Regions from separate parts of the Lactuca sativa genome. Here region 2 is linked to region 1. A link is a contact called in public Hi-C data. All regions are on one chromosome and are shown on one strand. The core of a region is the stretch at or near the end of the contact, and the rest is flanking DNA. Distances in the headings are between cores, read along the strand shown.

The links. Hi-C and Micro-C count contacts between places; a contact is called where the count stands out from the background.
Region 2: a Hi-C map of leaf shows a contact between it and region 1, with 4 times the contacts expected there. The contact joins the promoter of LOC111917683 here to the promoter of LOC111906684 in region 1. A contact is called at or near these places in 2 of 4 Hi-C or Micro-C datasets (leaf and seed).

What each region holds. Positions count from the first base shown.
Region 1 is chr9:107,952,658-107,957,492 of Lsat_Salinas_v11, reverse strand. It overlaps LOC111906684, which reads right to left and starts at 3,304. Exons shown (of 9, transcript XM_052767308.1): 1 at 3,111-3,304; 2 at 2,580-2,709; 3 at 2,401-2,474; 4 at 2,206-2,307. The coding sequence starts at 2,444.
Region 2 is chr9:108,933,621-108,938,593 of Lsat_Salinas_v11, reverse strand. It overlaps LOC111917683 (histone H3.3), which reads right to left and starts at 3,711. Exons shown (of 5, transcript XM_023913344.3): 1 at 3,589-3,711; 2 at 3,070-3,141; 3 at 2,903-2,979; 4 at 2,732-2,822; 5 at 2,339-2,638. The coding sequence starts at 3,141. The coding sequence ends at 2,468.

The DNA of each region.
Region 1 (4,835 bases), core at 2,055-4,554:
TAAGATCTATGAAACATGGAATTTGAAGGATTTTAACGGAAATGAATTTTGTCCATTTAGCAACCAAACATATCATAGAATGGAATCTCAAATTCCAATTCCAATTAGATCCTTCGGGTCTGTTTGGTTAGATAGAATGATATAAAGAAAGGAATGTACAATTTAATGAATCTTTTTTTGATCTTGTTTGGTTGACATGTAGTAATAGAAAGAAATCGTATGAAATTTTTTTAGCATTAATCTCATAAAAGAGCTTATATTTTGTGTTTTTCGGATTAAACCTAAAATTTATTTTTTGTCTGAAAAATACCTTGTATTTTTTTCATATTTTCCTATTTGGCCCTTTTAGTTATTTTTTCCAAAAAAAAATTGTAAAATGTAAGGGTTTTTCGAGAAAAAACTAAAAAGTTGAGGGTTTTCTTTAGAAAAAAATACAAACTTGAGGGCTTTTATGGAAAAAATGAAAAATACAAGGAAATTTTTAGACAAAAAATAAATTTGATGTTTAATTGTAATGTTTTTTTTATGAGATTAACCATTTTTGATTATATGTAAATATAATATATAACTTTTAAAATATATATATATATATATATATATATATATATATATATATATATATATATATATAGAGAGAGAGAGAGAGAGAGAGAGAGAGAGAGAGAGAGATCTCGAGATTCAACCTCAGCCACGTATTTCACATCTGCCGCTCTAACCATTCGGTGTACCGGCGCAGCAGGTCTGGTGTAATCATAAATGATTACACAGTGTCACCCGTTCTTTTCTCCTCCGCCACCATCCCCACCACCGTAACCGCCACCGCCACCACCACTACCACCACCTCTGACACCAGTCGACCCCACCATTGTCACCTCCATTACTTATACCACCTCCACCTCTGTCACCACCACCTCTTTTGCGACTAATTGTAATAATCATTTATGATTACTCAATCTGTGAACAGACATATATGTATAATCATTTATGATTATGCATATACATATAAACATGTATAATCTTGTATGATTATACCTCTCTGCCATATAATCATTTATGATTAGGCATACATCGTTGCTGCTGGTACACTGGAGCATTACAGCAGCAAATGTGAAATATGTGGCTGGGGTTTAATCTCAAGATCTCTACTTTTTTTTTAATCTCAAGTGAACCGTCCTATATATATATATATATATATATATATATATATATATATATATATATATATATATATATATATATATATATATATATATATATATATATATATATATATATTTCTTAAGATTAAGAAAATCTAAAAAAAAAACAAAAAAAATAATAATAAACATAGTAAAGCTCGTTATATCTATTCTAAATACCAATGTGGGTGTCGCCTCTTTTGCCTTTTTCATTCCTTCTACTCTTTTTTATTTCCATTTTGAGTCCTCACTTGTTTGATTTTCAATTTATAGTTTTTGGCAATTTAAGTCCCTCTACTAGTTTTCTATTGCTATCATTCATATACTTTATAAAATGACATTTTACAACCCTCTACTTTTTAAAGTATAATTTTTATTTGGTAATTGAACATTGAAAAATATCAATTTCACCCCTTTCATTTTCTAAGTTTTTGTTTTATTGTCCGTAATAAAAACAATCTTATTTTCCTACAGTTACTACTCATTCGACTTTCTAAACTTTCTGCATTGATATAAAATAGAGGTGGTCAACGTTTCGACGTAAATTTAGAACTTTCGTTCGTTGATTTAAAAAAAAAAATACTTGTTTTTTTTGTATACATGTCGGTATAATTCGACTTTGTCTATGTTTATACTTTGTAAAATAGCATTTCAACCCTCTACTTTTTAAAATGTCATTTTCATCCCATTTTGAACTTTGAAAAATATCAATTTCACTATTTTATTTTCTAAAGTTTTGTTTTATCTCCTATAACATATACAATTTGATTACCATACAGTTACAACGCCTACGACTTTCTAAATTTGTGTATGCGTTGGTATGTATGTAATACAGTTTTTATTATATTTGTTTGGTATGGCGTTGACCCCTGACTTTTGTGGTTTGCCAACTTAACTCTTACTAAGTTCTATTCAACACCTAACAACATATTTTCTACTGCTTCTCAAATGCATTACTGTCGCCGCAACGCGCGATGGATAAAATCCTAGTTAAAACCTAAAAAGTTATAAGAAAAATAATGCCGACCTTTTTTCATGTTTTACCAACACAAAATATAATGGATCCTTTGAAGATTCTTCATGTGACAACTTGAATAACTGTATAACGATATATCCAGATGTAATAATGCTGCACAAGGAAAAATAATTTTATATCTTTTGAGTTTTGATATTTTGATATTTACAAATTTCAAAATGTATTTTTTAAAAGCAAGAAGATTACCTTCCAAACACAATTTCTAAAAGTATCAAAACAACTGCCCTCATCCAGCTTGCTTCCTTGTAAACAAACCAAATCTAAAGAATAGTAGAATACAAGTATAAAAATCACATATGAATTCAACAAGTAATCAAGTTAAGCATAAATGATTAAATTCCTTGTAGCTGATATGAATTTCTTACCCCTATAACAGCAACATTTATGTAAAAGTTTATGTACGCCACAAACAACCACCTTCAATTAAATAGGAAATTGTTTGGGATTTGATTATGGGTAAAATCATCCCTAATTAAACTTCAATCTTCAAACTCTCTAACATACATTTGATAATAAACTCATCAAATTTGAACGATTTGTGGATCCAAGCATCGATCCATCAACAACAGACCAATCGAAAAGTATTCTTTGTAAATTACAATTGATGCGACTTTCGTTTCAAAAACTTTATCCCTGAAAATTGGATTAATTTCGGAACAGACAGAGCAATCGATATAAATTATGATGTGATGAGTAAAAATTAGCAACAATGGAGCATTCTACATAAGTCTCAAATACCCAAATCACTCGGAAATTCCGTCTGTTCAAAATACAGATGATTAGATGAAACACTTCACATTTGTTTTCAATCGAAACACAAGGTATGGGGAAAACAGGCATCAGACTTCAACCAGTAATCTCGATACACAAATCTGTAATTTAAGCTTGTAACTTACCTTGCGCGAAGGTCTACGCAAGAAGCGAGGCCATCCATGGCGATTGCCCAAAGAAGCGTGGCGAACATCACACAAGCCAATAGGCTGAACAGCGTCTTCAATGCGGCTACCACCGACGCCGCCATTATTGCTCCGACGTCTGTGTGCCGGTGTGCCGGGGAAGCAGAGTCATTGACTTGATGTGATAACGACTTGCAATTAAATCCAAATAATTGTTAAGTTCGAAAATTTTATTTAGAGTAATTTACAGAGTTGTCCTTAAGCTTTACCAAAAGTTGCAATATTGATCCCTACTTTTGGTGTTTTCCCAAAGAAGTCACACACGCCCGTTTCATCCATTCTCGTTTCATCACATGTGCAAGCACATAAGGTATGAGTAAATTACACGAATGGTCCCTATGGTTTCGGGTAATTTGCATATTTTCATTATTTTGTTCCTAACTTATTTTTTTAAGACAAAATTGTAAAAATGGTCCGTGTGGCATGCATTTTTTTTTAGGTTTTAGTCCAAACCACGACTTTTTTGGCTTTGTGGTCCTTTTGGACTAATTTGTATGTGAAAATAGTCCCTCCGAAAATTGAAATGACTATAATACCATTGGGGTATTTAATTTTCATTTTTCTTTCATTTTTTAAAAATTTAATATTAATTTATTTATTTTACCAATTAAAAAATAAAAAAAATGACCCACCATCTCTCTCTCTCTCTCTCTCTCTCTCTCTCTATATATATATATATATATATATATATATATATATATATATATATATATATATATATATATATATATATATATATCGTTGTCTTTTTCCCTGCAATCTCTAAAATTAAAATACATACAAACTTCAATCTCACCATCGCATACTAACACCACCATAGCCTTCGTCACCATCAAATCTGACCACCACCAATATGACATCATCACAGTAACTTGTTTTTCGGTGGATCAAGAAATCATCCTTACTGATACTCAACTCAAATATATACATGAAAACTTTACATTTCAATTTAACCACAAATCAAAACCAAATCCTACAAAAAAAAATCAATGATGCATCTGGGTGGGTGGCGGAGGAAACGATTTACCTCCTTCCCGCATCTGGGACATTTGATTTACCTGAAACATCTGGGTTAAATCCCCCCAACTAGTTCCTCCTTCCTGAGAGCTCCGACGATTGGCAATATTGATCTTCTCTAGCAAGACGTCTTCATCGGTGGTACATAGAGAATATAGAAACATGATGTGTAAAGGGTATTGGGGTTTTGCAATGGTAGATAGTAGAAATAGGCCGAGTAAAATGTGGAGGTGGGAGCATTTTTCGTCGAGAGGAAAGGGTGAAGAGGCGATCTGTTGGTAGGGGGTAGATCCAACGACGATCTGATAGTAGAGTGGAGGTTTAGTTGTGGTAGATTGAGGTTCGGTGGATTTTCTACCGGAGGCAATGAAACAAGAAGAAGTGGAGTTATTTTGATTTCTGATCGGGTTTTGATCGATGATTTGTGGTGGCTGGAAGGAGGGACGGTGACCGGTGAGGAGCTGATATAAGTTTTGTTTTGAAGAAGTGGTCATGAAGAAGATGATACCATCTTGATTCAGAGAGAGAGAAAGAGAGAGAGAGAGAGAGAGAGAGAGAGAGAGAGAATGATTTTTTATTTTTTAATTATTAAAATAAATTAATTAATATTAAATTAAAAAAATGAAAGAAAAATGAAAAATAAATACC
Region 2 (4,973 bases), core at 2,462-4,961, 980 kb before region 1:
ACAACAATTTTTGAACAGACTTGGGGCGAATTTGAGTTGCTTTGTCAAACAAAGCAAGTTGCAATTGAGTATATAAAAAAAACATGGTTGCCCTGGAAAGAAAAGTTTGTTAGTGCTTGGACAGAAAATTATTTGCATTTTGGCAATCGTTCATCTTCAAGGGCCGAAGGTGCTCATTCCAAGCTTAAATCGTATCTACAAGTATCTACGGGTGGGTTTCAAGGTGTTACAGAAAAGATTTGTCTCGCAATCAGACATGAATTCAATGAGATTAAAGTGACACTCGCAAATGAGAAAATCAAAGTTCTTCTTAAGTGTGACGCGCCTATTTTTAGAGAGCTTTTGTATCATGTATCTCATTTTGCATTAAAGGAGATACATATAAAATATGACAAAGTTTAAAAAAAAAAAAAAAAAAAAGGTAATGTTTACAAAGATATATAGTTTTACATTATTGCACGACATTAAGTTTTACATTAACCTTTAATAACTATTTTTGTTTTTTAGGTACAATGGCTCCTTGCACTGGCCATTTTATGGCAACCATGGGTCTTCCTTGTGCTCATAAGATACAACATTTGCAGGGAATGAAAATTTCATTAAATCTTATTCATCCACATTGGAGGATTGATACATTGCGCCTGAATTCAGAAGATGATTCACATAATGATGGCGTTAACAAATTTGATGTGTTGCTTAATGAGTTGTCATCAAGATATCAAATGTGGCCTTTAAGTAAGAAAGAATTTGTTACTTCTATTATTAATAAGTTTTTGACTGAATCTGATACGTTGTTTGAGCCCATGATCCGTCGACCGAAGGGTAGACCTCCAAAATCAAAGAAGAAAAAAGGAATAAGTTCTACCGCACGAAACCCTTCAAAATTTGAGCTTGTGGAATCATCTCAAACACCAAAAACTTCGAGTTCTACTGGTGTTTTTCAAATTAACAATGAAATATCTGATAATATTAGTTATATAAATAATGAAAACAACTTATTTGATTTAAATACATATCCAACCTTTTCAAGTGATGATATGACATATGAGTAGTTTGAAATTTTGATATGTATTAATTTGAATATTTGATATGTATTAGTAGGGGTGAGCGCGGTGCGGTTCGGTACAGTTATTAGCTAAAACCTCACCACTAACCGCAAATGCTGTTAATCCATTTTGAAAACCACATGGTGCGGTTATTTTTGCGGTGCGGTTAGGCGGTTATTTTTGCAGTACGGTTTTGTTTTTTTTGTGTTGCGGTTATTAACCGCATAAATTTGGTGTCATTATTTTGTGTGGTTTTAACCACAGTTTAGAGCTTAGACGGTTTTAAGAGTTCAAACATATTACTTGTAATAATATAAAAAACCTTAAGATATAAGAAAATTAACTTAAATCACAAACAACTAATAACTTAAAAACATCAAACCAATAGTAAGTAACAATAAATATCTTAAAATTGTCTAATTTCACCATTTTTTAAAGTTAAACATAAAATACTTTTGTCTTCTAGTATTTATCCATCTTTCATCCATGAAATCTGTCGTATTTTTAATATTTAATATGTTAATAATTAATAAAAAAATTGTATATAATTTACATAGTACGGTGCGGTTTTTTTTTTTTTTTTGCGGTTTTTGAAAACCAATAACCACACCGCACCGCAAGTTTGCAGTTTTTGGAAAAAAGAAAACCTCACCATCGGTTTTTATTGCGGTTGCGGTTAATCGGTTGCAGTTTTTGCGGTTAATTTTTGTTGTGGTGTGGTTTTTGCTCACCCCTATGTATTAGTTTGAATATTGGATTGTTATTTGCTAGGCATTATTTTTATGTTATATTTTTTTATATTAAATTTTTCATTGTATAGTAGTTTTATAATTAATATGTTTATAAACTTTTAATTAAAATAAAGTTAGTGACGTAAGTTGTGAATTCTAAATAAGAAACAAATATAAAGAATAAGCACACGAGCAAATTTATATAATTGTTAATTTTTAATATTTATAAATTAATAATGATATAATTGTGGTTCTGTTTAGAGTTCCTAAAAATAAGGCTATTATCTATAAACATCTAAAATTTAATTTAATGTGAAGGTAAAATTGTCCATATATTATTTTTTCCTTGGATTGATAAAAAAACTCAGTGGATGAATCATCTCCCAAAAAGTATTAATCAGATCGGTTTCTTGTTGCTTTTCCCTATCTATTAACTAGTTTTATCTGATATTTTCCTAAGTAGATGGATTTTTTGTGTTTTAATTATTACTTTAAACGTGTACTCGTTGATACTCCATTATTACTAGTGTCTTGAATTTTGACAAATCTTGCAACATCTCATAAGAAAATACTCAAACCATTACCATAATCCACCAACAATCAAGTCCACAATCCTACCAAACAAAACAAAGAAACCACAGTTTCCAATCCAACAAAACACACACTAATTACTACTTCATAACACCCAAATCAAGCCCTCTCACCCCTAATTCTCCTAGCCAACTGAATGTCCTTTGGCATGATAGTCACCCTCTTGGCATGAATTGCACACAGATTTGTGTCTTCAAACAATCCCACCAAATACGCCTCAGCTGCTTCTTGCAATGCCAACACTGCATGACTCTGGAATCGCAAATCCGTCTGCAACATTTCAAATCATAACAATATGTTAACAAATGCTGGAATAGAAATCAATTCCAATTCCAGCCTAAATCCTATGTGAAAACTACTAACCTTGAAATCTTGAGCAATTTCACGAACAAGCCTCTGGAATGGTAGTTTCCTGATCAAAAGTTCAGTACTCTTCTGGTACTTACGTATTTCACTGCACAATATTAACCAATTTCAATATATAATAGGGAAAAAATGTCAAAATTGATATTGAATTAGAGAAATGTAACATACCGAAGAGCAACAGTTCCAGGTCTGTATCTGTGAGGCTTCTTCACACCTCCTGTGGTTGGAGCAGACTTACGAGCAGCCTATCATATAATGATCATAATTAAACAAATTAGCATCAAGAATTGAAGAAAAACGGGGATTTTGATAGATGAGAAAGAAAAAGAATATACCTTGGTGGCAAGCTGCTTCCTTGGGGCCTTTCCTCCAGTGGATTTACGAGCTGTTTGCTTGGTACGAGCCATCTACAAGAAACAGTAATTAAAACATAGAAATCATTACGAATTTGATGAACGTACGATCCATGATTTTTTTTGAATATACGATCCAACCGCGACATCAATGAATAGAGGAGAAATCAAGATGATCCACGGATTTATCTCGTTTAAGTAATTAGAAGAAATAATTAACGAACCCTAATCAGATAATCAATGAAATTGTAAAACTAGAGCGAACAACCAAAATAAGTCACGAAATTCTCTTCAGAAAGAAAAGAAAGGGAGGGAAACGAGTAGTCTCTTGTACGATCTAATCATCTAATGAAGAACATGAAAGAAAAAACTGAATACAAACCCTAAAACCGAAATCAACGAAATTGGAAACCTACAGATCTTGTAAAAGGTTTTCTCTGGCTAACTAATCGATTAAGAACGAGAAAATAAACAGAATTTAGAGAAGCTTAGAGAACATACCGCGAACGATTTTCTTATCGGTGACGAATCGGTAAAATTTGGGGGAAAATAAATCTGAGAACTCAAGTTGAGAAAGCACAAGGGTATTTATAGCGTCTTTGTTTCCTCGCATCGAGTGGTTTTGATGGATCTGACGGTAATGATTCCGTATCCTGTGTTTTTTCTTGGATAGATTTGACGGTTGAGATGCGTCTCCCATGTGGATGAGACGGATCGTAGAACCCTAATACTTTGTTCTTATTGGTTGATTTTTTGTGTAATTTCTATATAAGCTTTATGTGCTTTGTTCTAAGCCAAATTTAAAAATGCATCGCATGAGGTGATTAACGAAATTTTGATTTTATTAGTATTTAGGTACTGAATTTTTTTTTTTTTAGTAATTCATAACTTATTTGAAATTGTTTGCAAACAAATTTGTAAAAATGGTCTTGTAGCATACTTTTTTGGGGGTTTTGGTTTAAACCCCAATTTTTTTTATCATTTTTGTATTTTTCATTTTTCTTTCGTTTTTTATCTATTTTAACAATTAAAAAATAATTGAGGCTCTCTCCCTCTCCTAAGTCGCTTTTACAACTCATCCAAGGAGTTGAAGTTCTCTCACAAAAGTTTTTTCGATCATCATCTTCTCTATCTCAAGTTCTTCAAGATTTCATCATGTCAAAGGTTCTCTATGTATTTACTTGTGATGCTAATGTAGTCAAAGGCCCCCATGCTCCTGACACTCCCATCGTTATCCAAGCAAACAACGTGGCCTTCTCATATATCATCCCAAATCAATACAATTCATGAATTGAAGATTTTGTCGACTACGTCAAAAGATATCCTCTTCGCTATGCATTCTGTGATTTTTTGGAGTCGTCATACCCTAAGCAAGTGTGTAAGTTTTACTATTCTTGCATTGTCGATGCCAAGCTCAAACCATCACCAAAACTACTAGAAACGGTCATTTTAGGGTTGTTATCAATGCAGCCTATTTTCATACAACTACTCTGAAGCTCCTTATGAAGAAAAATGTAGGTCTCTTCGACCTAAAATAGGGCATAATTTCTCTACTCATGGTACTACTCGTGATCCAACTAAATATACCATTCATCAATGTTATTGTGTTGGGTGGAAGTATTTGACAGAGGCAATTAGCAAGTGTCTTCAACATAAGACTAGTAGCTTAAATAAGTTAAACCTGTTTAAGCAGCGGATTGTATATGTCATGGCCTGCAACAAAAGATTATGTCACAACTAGCATTTTAGCTAGGAAATTCTATTCTTGTGTAACCATCCAACTATTGTAAATCATATACTCTAAGTAAATCTCACACGATGCTCATTAGATTCATCATTCATGTTCGACAAAGAGACTAAAAACCCTAAGAATCCTGGTTTAAGTC